Linked DNA regions of Mus musculus: regions 1 and 3 are each linked to region 2. Evidence: chromatin contacts called from public Hi-C and promoter capture Hi-C data. All regions are on one chromosome and are shown on one strand. Each heading gives the region's core, a stretch centred on a gene start, on an enhancer-like site or on the middle of the called end of the contact. The rest is flanking DNA. Distances are from core to core; before and after follow the strand shown. Region 1 has its middle 60 kb from the start of Gm30549. Region 2 holds the start of Fars2 (phenylalanine-tRNA synthetase 2 (mitochondrial)). Region 3 holds the start of Eci2 (enoyl-Coenzyme A delta isomerase 2).

The links. Promoter capture Hi-C pulls out the DNA fragments that hold promoters and counts their contacts. A called contact is a pair of places that touch in the nucleus more often than the background predicts.
Region 1: a promoter capture Hi-C map of 3T3-L1-derived adipocytes shows a contact between it and region 2, with 4 times the contacts expected there. The contact joins the enhancer-like site here to the promoter of Fars2 in region 2. A contact is called at or near these places in 3 of 39 promoter capture datasets (3T3-L1-derived adipocytes, hippocampal neurons and liver) and 1 of 115 datasets of contacts at active chromatin or transcription factors (the SCID.adh cell line).
Region 3: a Hi-C map of uterus shows a contact between it and region 2, with 4 times the contacts expected there. The contact joins the promoter of Eci2 here to the promoter of Fars2 in region 2. A contact is called at or near these places in 2 of 39 promoter capture datasets (neutrophils and pre-B cells) and 2 of 484 Hi-C or Micro-C datasets (CD4 T cells and uterus).

The regions. Positions count from the first base shown.
Region 1 is chr13:37,129,229-37,132,715 of GRCm38.p6, forward strand. No RefSeq gene overlaps it. Among named protein-coding and RNA genes, the nearest start is that of Gm30549, 60 kb to the left of the region's middle. Within about 2 kb of position 1,638, at least 66 of the 459 cell types and tissues checked have an H3K27ac peak or open chromatin away from gene starts, as enhancers often do. A contact at or near this core is called in 3T3-L1-derived adipocytes, the SCID.adh cell line and hippocampal neurons, where this site is marked.
Region 2 is chr13:36,115,947-36,119,049 of GRCm38.p6, forward strand. It overlaps Fars2 (phenylalanine-tRNA synthetase 2 (mitochondrial)), which reads left to right and starts at 1,697. Exons shown (of 7, transcript NM_024274.3): 1 at 1,697-2,059. Lyrm4 (LYR motif containing 4) reads right to left here and starts at 1,411. Exons shown (of 3, transcript NM_201358.2): 1 at 1,129-1,411. The coding sequence starts at 1,214.
Region 3 is chr13:34,992,774-34,995,876 of GRCm38.p6, forward strand. Eci2 (enoyl-Coenzyme A delta isomerase 2) reads right to left here and starts at 1,371. Exons shown (of 10, transcript NM_001110331.1): 1 at 1,241-1,371; 2 at 295-457. The coding sequence starts at 1,284.

The DNA of each region.
Region 1 (3,487 bases), core at 388-2,887, 1.0 Mb after region 2:
TGTGTGAACAGTGCACGAGAGGAGGGATGATTGAGGCAGCAAGTGGTGCAAGTCCCACTGCCCAACAGTTTCACTAGTTCTGCGTGTCAGAAACAGGCTTTAAACTCTTTGACAAACAGCATTTCATTCTCTATTATAAGGAGAAGCAGAGGAGGAGGAAAAAGGGGGAAAGAAGGGAGAGGAGAAATTTTAACTGAAGTGAGTCAAGTAGGAGAAGGAAGAGGAGGAAGAAGAAGAAGAAGAAGAAGAAGAATAGGAAGGACTGATTATGAAACAATGCAAATCCTAATATATGTGTGTATTTCTTTGGAGTTTACAAGGTACACTTTTTAATTTATTTTTATTGGTTATTTTATTTGTTTACATTTCAAATGTTGTCTCCTTTCCTAGTTTCCCCGACAAAAACTCCCTATCCCATCCCTTCTTCCCCCTACTTCTATGAGGGTGCTCCCCCACCTAACAACCCACACACTTCTGCCTCACTGCTCTAGCATCCCCCTGTACTGGGGCATCGAGCCTCTCCTGGGCCAAGGACCTCCCCTCCCATTGAGGCCAGATATGGCAATCCTCTGCAACAAGTACATTTTATTTAACAACTACATAGCATTTTCAAAGATGACATGGAAGTTAAACAAGATTCAGCTTTCTGTTAACTTCACAATAGTCCTGAGACAGATAGAGAACAGGTGTTTTAACTACGCCATATTTGAGCTTGAGCATGCCCAAACTTGTTCAAAATGCCTAAATATTGCTTGTCTAATAGCACACAAATGATCAGTAGTGGTACAGGGACCTCAATCCAAAGAGGGGTTCTTTATATCAAGCTGCTCCCTTTATGTTTTATTTTGATCAGATAATATTCCAGTAGTGAACCAAAATAAAATTCTAAAATGTGCATATTGAACAAGGAGATTTGTGCATATCAAATAGCTCATTTACTATGAAATTTGCTTTTCTGGTGTAATTTACTGCCCAGAATCTGAAAAGAGAGAGTTTGATAATATTTATAAACCACATCCAGACAATCAAGAATTAACTACATTAATCTCCAGAATCTAATAAATATTACATTAAGCTTTCCAAATGGGATTGCTAGCCTTTGGGCTATTGCATTAGCTGGACAAACCAATTCCCATACTGCTGTTTAGATGAAAGTAATAAGCCCTATTCAAACTAAAACACTACATGGTGCTGAGATATGCTATCAAGCTATCAGTAGAGCAAATACTGACCCCATCCCAGAGTAAGAAACTAAATTCCTAAGCCACCAGTAAATCTATGCAAAACTGCATTAAGTTGGAAAATATTGGACTTGAAAATCAAAATATCCATAGCTAAATGCCAAATCATTCCAAAATCCTATTCAGTTTAGCTCCTGGACCTGACCAGGGTCTCAACAGGGAAATAGGCACCTGCTTGAAGGCCAGTAAATATTGGTCCCTGATGCAGCTCAGTTCACTGAAGCCAACTGACTTGGCCTTGTCATTAGGAATCTTAAATGGAAAAAAATAAGACCGTATTGAATGGGTCCGTTTTGCAAAGAACAGCTGCAAAGCAATTTCACGTTTCGCTGTGTTGCAATCCTAAGTAACCGCCAGAGCCGTTCTATTTCTGTAAAGTCACACACCCACAGAGAGTTCACAGGCAAGCTAGCTGGAGGAAAGGCTGCTTCTCCCTCTTGTACCGGAACCCTTGAGTGGCAGGTGTTTGAACGGCTACCAACGAAAGCTAACAAACCTGTCCACCAGGAAATCTAAGGGAAGCTAATCAATCTATCGGTACAACTATTGTAGTTTCTTTCACTTCTGCCAGAATTTCAAATGTTTGCTGATGATGTTGGGGAAATTAGGAGCGGGGCAGGGGGCAGAGGGGGAGAATCATGTAGAATTAGATCTAAAGAGGAGGTTAGTGGGGAACTAATGGATGGGCCTGCAAAGTCCTTCTGATCATGCCCCCTTTTCCACTTCAAAGAGACTTTTTGTTGCCACCACACCAGTGAAACTGTCTTTGGCCAAGATAATGCACTTGAAAAGTTAAGTTTCTCTATTAGGGGTGGCTGGTATGGCTGGGAAGACAGGTCAGTCACTCGAGTGTTGGGTACATAAACTTACATTCCTGAGTTTGATTCCCAGGACCCATGTTAAAAGCTAAGCATGCAGTACACACTTAAAATCCCAGAGCTGGTGCCTGGCAACCCCTATCCCAGTGATTCTTAACCTGTGGGTTGTGACCCATTCACAGGGGGTTGCCTATGATCATCTTCATAACAGATATTTACATTATGATTCATAACAGTAGCAGAACTACAGTTGTGAAGTAGCAGCAAGAATAATTTAATGGTTGGGAGTCACCACCACTTGAGGAACTGTATTAAGGGTTCCAGCATTAGGAAAGCTGAAAACCACTGCTCTATAATGATGTATGTGATGGCTATGGCCCATAGGATTGAACCTGTCAGAGTGGAACTTCCCTATCACATGAAGCAATGACTAGCAAGCTCTTTTATTCTGTCAATCAATAGACTCGTTCACTCAATAAATATTTGTTTAGTTATCTGCAGTGAGATGGTGACTAGGCATTGATTAAGGCAGACATGATCCCTGCTTGAGTTGGGTGTGTCTTACAGTAAGGCAAGGTTTAAAAATGAAAAGGAAGCACAAACAGGGCTTAGTGCTAACAACAACAGTGGCCAGTGCTTCCCAGAGGCTCTCCATCTTGCACTGCATACATATCAGGGAATGCCTCCTGAAGGAGAGGATATTGAATACCATGAAGGACTTGCTACCTCTGTCCATCTCCACAGTGACAACAGTCTCAAAGGTCTCCCATTCTGATTCATATGTTGGTCACATTTTCCAACTCTCTTGAGCAATCCTCATTTGTATACACTGGCATACAATCTCAATATGATAAGCCCTCACTTGTTCTTCACCTCACTTCTAGATTCTAGTCCACTCTTATTGCATCCTCCATATGAATATTTTTATGCTTTTTACTCCATCTCTTCTCCTGTTATTTCTTCCCCCTATTTCAAATAAACTTTGGTTCTCACTACTAAAAATAAAACAACCCTTGCCAAGATGCCCACTGATTATCTCCTGGTCAAATCCTGTGGCAATTTCATTTACAAGGCAATGTCATTGCTGTTTGAAATTGTTCACTCTATTTGCTTATACCAAGGGGTTTCTTCTAGAACTCACAGAAATGAACCTGTCCATCTAAGGGTCAGAGGGAAATTCTGTTTCATAGGTTGGTCACATTTTCCATCTCTACTGAGAACCCCCCCCCTTTATATACATGTGTATACAATCTTTCTCCATATGTTAAACCCTCCCTTCTTCTTCACCACCTGAGATCAGTCCTCAAGCAAGGAGAGACAGGAGACAGTGCCTCACAGACTTGGTTTTTCCTTCCCTTCTGCTGAGGCAACTCTGAAGGTTCTTCAGAGACTCCAAGATGTCCCATGCAATCCCCTTGGAAACCATTC
Region 2 (3,103 bases), core at 447-2,946:
ATAAGCAAACTGTCTGGAGAAAATGAGCTGGTTTCATCAGATTCTTATTCTTAGATTCAATCTCAAAGGATTCAGGTAATTAATCAATAAGACACCAAATATCAGAAAAACCCTAAAACTCTACAGAAATGTTGGGTCAGAAGTTTCAAAGAAGCAGAAACTGTGAAGGTGGAGGTTCTGAGGTAGAGTTTTGTGTGTGTGTGTGTGTGTGTGTTGTTTTGGTTTTTTTGAGACTGGGTTTCTCTGTGTAGTTCATGGTGGCCTCGATTTCAGCGCTCTGGCTGCCTGTGCCTTCCCAGTGCTGGGGTTAAAGGTGTGCACCACTACCATGTGGCAAGGAAGTATAAGGGACTCATACAAGTAGGGGAATAGGCCAAGCAAGGAAAGAAATGGGGCAGAGTTAAAAATGTAAGTTTTAGTGCATTTAAGTGAGGTGCACGCATAGTAACTCATTAACATACATTTTATAACTTAAAATAAATTTAAGTTTTAAATGTTTTTGAAGAATTGATGCTCCTGTCCTCTTGTTATAGGTCCTAGACTCTAGGATCTAGCAGTAAGATTTCAGTTTGGCGAGGCTGGATAAACTAAGAATTCAGTTTTTAAAGGCTTAGCAACTCATTTTACCTTTAACATGAATATGTAGCCCCTCTCCACCATCCTTTAGTAAGAACGTATCTGATACTTGGAACCAACGTCACGAATTAAAACACTAGTGAAATGAAAGGGGGCCCTAGAGCAAGCCTTCAGTTTTGTGTCCACGTGGTCTAGACTGCCTGCTTCCACTCTTGTAATCTCAAGGCAAGATATAGGTATGCCCTAAGTTTCCTTGTCCTAGCTTCTCACTGGTAGCTTCGCGTTCATCACTTTGTACCGCAGAAACAGGACACTGTTTAATGGTCCTAAAGCCCCTATGTGGGTGTCAGTTCAGGGAAGGTATCCCAGCATTTGAAGGGCAAGTCCTTGGCTCCTCCCCTCCAGGGCTCTGAGGGTCACACCTGGGGGTGGACAGTTGCACGTGCGCGTCATGGGAGTGGAGCCTGTCACTTTCACAGGTTGTGGCCGCCTGATCCGCGACCCCCGCAGACAGAGCTGGGCACCCGATTCCCGGCCCTCCCCCCGGGTCACCTGTAATTGTAGGCGCTGAAATGCTTGCTCTCTCTCATCATCGCCCGGTACAGATCTAAAACTTGTGCGCGGCTGGAGGCTGCCATGTTGAAAATAAACAAAAACAAACAAACCAAAAAACACCCTAACAACAAAACCAAACAGGTCCTTCTTCGTAGAAGCCCCAAGTTTAACTGAACCCAAATGTCAAACGATGCAAAAAAAAAAAAAAAAAAAAAAAAGCACGCTGGAAGGCAGGAGAAGAGAGGCTCCGCCTGGCTCGCGCGCGGCCTGGCTCGCGTCCTGCGCGAGAGGTGGCGCCGCAGGCAGGGCGGCGGGCAGCTAAGGGGTGGCGCCCGTGTCCTGGAGGCTCCGCGTTCCTCACAGGCTCCTCGGGCGGCAGGAGGCCGAGCCGTCCAGCCCCAGGCTCGCTCCTCGGGAGGACAGTCGCGGGCTCGAACACCAGGGCTCAAAGCCTCCTCCGCCTTTCGAACCGCCCGGGGGCGTGGCCGAGATCCCGGTGTCTCCTGACACCACGCCCCCTACACCTGCCTAGGCCCCGTTGCCTGGGTTACGAGCCGCGCTCCCCAGCCCTGCCCCTGCCCGGCTCGGCTGTCTTTGGCGCTGCCTGACCTGCTGTGCACGAAAACGAGGGTGACTTTGCTTTGGATCCGTCTGGTTGGCAGCCTGAGTTTATCAGTGTCATCGTGACTGGGGGACGCAGCGCCAGTGGTGCGGAGGTAACTAGCTGGCGACTTCCTGGCGCACCGGCTTGTCTTTGGGCGAGCGGCTCAAGGGACCTAGGGCCCTGGCCTCTTCCCGTCAAGATGGCGGCGCCCAGCGCGCCCAGCGTCTCGGTAGCCAGAGGTTAAGCTCAGTGACGGCGGAGTGAGTGTGTGGCCGCTTTGCGGACTTCGAAACGCCCGCGTTTGGTTTCCCCGGCGTACGCTGGGTGAGTGCTGGCCTTGCTGCAGAGTAGAGGTGTCAGGTCGCCGACTGTTATGCACTTTGCATTCGGCTGTGACTTCCATTTCCGGGATCTTCACTAAGGGGCTACACTATTTTTTGTTTGTTTACTATTTTTTCTTTCTTTTCTTTTCTGTTTTTTTTTTTTTTTCTTTCCTGTTTTTGAGACGGGGTCTCGTTTTGTAGTCCAGACTGCCCTTGAGCTCCTGGTCACAGATTTCCCGGTGCTGGGATTAAAAGTGTGGGATGCACTACTGTTTTTGTTAAGAGCACGGTTTTGTAGTGCGTAAACATAAATAAACAAACAAGCACATAAATAAATTAGATGTCATGATTAATAAGGGAACCCTTAGGACTTTAGGGGATTTCCTAGACATCATTTCAGACCCAAGGCAAAAAGAGGGTTTTTCTCAGCTTTTAGCTATCACGGACCAGCTTACTAAAGTACTTAAGTTTTTGGGTTGTTCCTTGATCTTAGGACTGTGCGAAGAGAAGCTTCGAATAATTCTGGTTCTTGTGTTTGGAACTCACTCGTTAGTTTTGGAATATTGTTTTATATTAAGATGGTGCAACAAGCCACTACCTGCAAATTCTCTGTCCCTAAATACAGCAAAGAGTCATTTTAACGATAAGACGGAAGTCAATTTACCATGCCTTATCATTTGTTTTGGTGTATCAAGCTTTCATTCTCTATTCGAAACAATCTGTGTTTTTCTGGATCACATGTTTGCAACTTGTTGTCCTTGAATCTAAGTATACCTACTCGTCTTGATGTAGTGGCAATCAAAGGTATTGACGATACAGTGCTTTTATAAAAACACTCTTAAGCCCCTGTTTGATTTTTGTCTTAGTCAAAATAGATTTTTAAATTTCAAATTTAATTTTTAAATAAATGGAACAGAACTTGCCTTTTGTTCCCTTTCTGTTTGTTTGATCAGGTCACTGACTCAAGTTTAATGGGATCCATTAATATTTTGAGTTTTACTTGCAACTTTCTAAATGGCTGACATCTGTAAAGTAGGTTTTCCCC
Region 3 (3,103 bases), core at 121-2,620, 1.1 Mb before region 2:
ATTCTCATTAGGAAGGGCTCAAGCAGGCTCCAAACATGTGAATATAAATGGTGTATCTTCCAAATCTCTTTATTCTGGAGAGAAGCAGAGGAGGCTACTCTGTGCTTTAATAGCATATAAAGGCCTAATATGAAAAACAAAACAAAATAAAGCCTGCATACATACACCCCAAAGGGGAGCCAGCCATGCAACCGGAATGTTAGAAACAGTGTTAGAAACGTATCAGAAACGTATCAAATTCAGGAATCATTTGCTCAAAATGCGTTTAAGTTACAACAGAGCTCAGTCTATTACCTGCTTGTACAGTGCATAGAGTCTTAGCTTCACTTCGTTTCCCGGGTCCTTCTTCAAGAGTTTCACCTGGTTCAATGCATTTTCAAAGTCCTGCTGACTGGCTCTCATTGTTGGTCTGCCCAAGTGCAGTTTAGCCACTTGTAATCTGAAGACCTGCAGGACACTACAAATAGTGGTTTCTGTTTGTTCCTTGCCCTTTTATTTCTGCAGCAACAGGATTACTGATTGGCTCCAACTCATGTTGATCAGAACAGCATGCATCTACAACAGAGGCAGGCGGATTTCTGAGTTCAAGGCCAGCCTGGTCTACAAAGTGAGCTCCAGGATATCCAAGGCTATACAGAGAAACCCTGTCTCGAAAAACAAACAAACAAACAAACAAAAACAACAACAACAACAAAAACCCCAACAGTTTCCCTAAGTAAGCAACTTCCCACTGACGCTTATTGCACGCTCATTCAAATGGAGGGTAAGTTTTGCCTTTTGAGAAAGTCACACAGCGGTTCACTTTGCTCCATAGTTCTTTGGGTTATTACTTATGGAGCACTCTCTCCAGCCACTTCTCTGAACAAAGTGAGCTTACTGCTTGAAACCCCACACTGGTTCAGCAGCGCTCAGAGCTAACTAGCAATATTGGACAAAGTGTCATCTTAGCCAAGGCACTGCGTGCGTGCCCTAGGAAGTCCCGGGCTGGGCCTGGAGGCCTGGGTGCCCCGGGGACCCAAGCACCGACGGAGGCGACCGGAGCGCGTCCATCCTTACCCTTTGGGACTCAGCAGAGGAAGAACCTTCGAGGTCACTCTTTAGAGCTCTCTCGCTGGGAAATCGTCAAAGTAATATCCTGCTGTCTCGCTAGCCAGGCCAGATGACAAAGCGGGCGGCTCCGTGGGCGGGCGAAAATTCCCGCTGGCGACTTTGGGCCGGAGAGTCGAGGCTGCAAGCTTACCTCGGACACCAGCATCGAGCCCGACTCCAGGTCACTGCCGCCATAGCTAGATACTGTGGTCAAACTGAGCCCGGAGGCTTAGGCCCAGCAGAAACTGCAGGGCAAGACCGGGAAGGGGCGGAGCCAGAGGTGCGCTCCGGGCGTGGGTGGGGCCAGGGTTCAGGGGCGGGGCCAGGATGTGAGCTCGGCCTGTGAAAGGACCCGGGGACAAAAAGACTGGCGGAGATAATCTTGGATGTGAGCCCTGGGCAGGGGTGCGACTAGCGACTCCTTCAGAGTTGAGAATGGGCGGGTTTCGAGGAGGAGCCTAGAATGCCTGGCCCAGGTCCAACTCCGTACAAAGGTGATTGGCACAAGATCTGGCAAAGAGGGACAGGGTACGGAGGCGGTTCACTGTGTTCTTCGGAATATTAATCAGAGAGCCTAAGCATATTTATTTACAAACCGGACAGCTCCCAGAATGTTTAGTTAGGAGCACGCTCCTGAGCACGTTCAGTCTAAGGTCATGGAACATTATGTTTAAAAGATTATATGGACAAGAGTGCTCCTGGATATGCTTATCTTGCACAATTAAGTTTAAGCTGAACATGAAACGGTATAAGCTTCATTAATGTAGGCGTTTGCCCCTAAGGTGATTCTCATGCTTAGCAGAGGCCACCTCCAGTAAACACCACGTCTGGCTGAAGATTGGGGTGGGGGTGGGGCAGTTCGCAAGGAAAGGGAACCACACTGAGCAGAGTATTAGTTGAGCTTGAGGATCACTGCGCCCACGTTAAGAAGCTCTTGTAGTGTGTGAGACCTGGAACTAGCATTGTAAAGTACCTTCATAGTGAGTCCTAGACCTCCCTGCCGACTCAAATGATCCTCTTTGCACGTAGATAAAATTCTTGATATGAATATATATATGTTCTGTGCTAAGAGTAATAGAGAGCCACGGAAGAGCTAATTGGTAGAGCTAGAGAATTGACTAGGCTATTTGAGAACAGTCGTGGCTCTTGCAGAAAGCCCGGGTTTGGTTTCTCTGAATCTACAGGGTGGGTCATAACCATTCATAACTCCAGTTCCAAGGGGACAGACACATTTTATGACCTAAACAGCCCTCAGACACACAGATGGTATGCATAATACCAGTATGCAAAACCAATTACATAACGACAGTTAAATAAATAGACAAAGTAAAACAAAAAAGTTACAACAAATACATTTTTTTAAAAAGAGCCATTGGGTATGCTTTTGATCTACTTTACAGTGCAGTCAAGATGCCCGGGCATGTCTCTGAGAGTTTTGTTTCTGTACTAGAGTGAGAATGGCAGAATCCTCCTCAAGATCTCACCAGAGTTCGAATCTCCACTCCTGGTTCTTATAAAGACCTTGGAGAAGGAGGTGTGTGGGTCAATTAGGTCCTACCTTAGAGGCTTGACTGCACGTGAGCAGTGCTGTCTAAGAAGGGATTTGATACAGACACCCAGGCCTGGTGGTCACAAGAGCCAGGAAATGTTCCCAGTGAAACTGAATCTTGGGGGTTCTACTTCACAGGGTCTGCTCAGTATTCTGGGAGATGTTTCTTGAGACGGTGCCATGGAACCTATGATGGATGGAGATGCCAACCAGAGTGCTTGTTTTTATTTATACTATTAAAACCATCAGCTCATGTTATCATTATGGCATATAAAAATTCTATCAATAGCAATCAACAGTGAAGTCTAGAAATCTTAAAGAAGCCTGAATGTCCTCTGTCTCACTACTGGTTTCTCTGTATGTATCTGTGATCTGTGATCTTTTAGTAGCTGTTTTTTTTTTTGTTTGTTTTCTGTTTTGATTTACAAGCCCTCATACCTGTTTCTGTCTAGTCTTTCTTTGGGC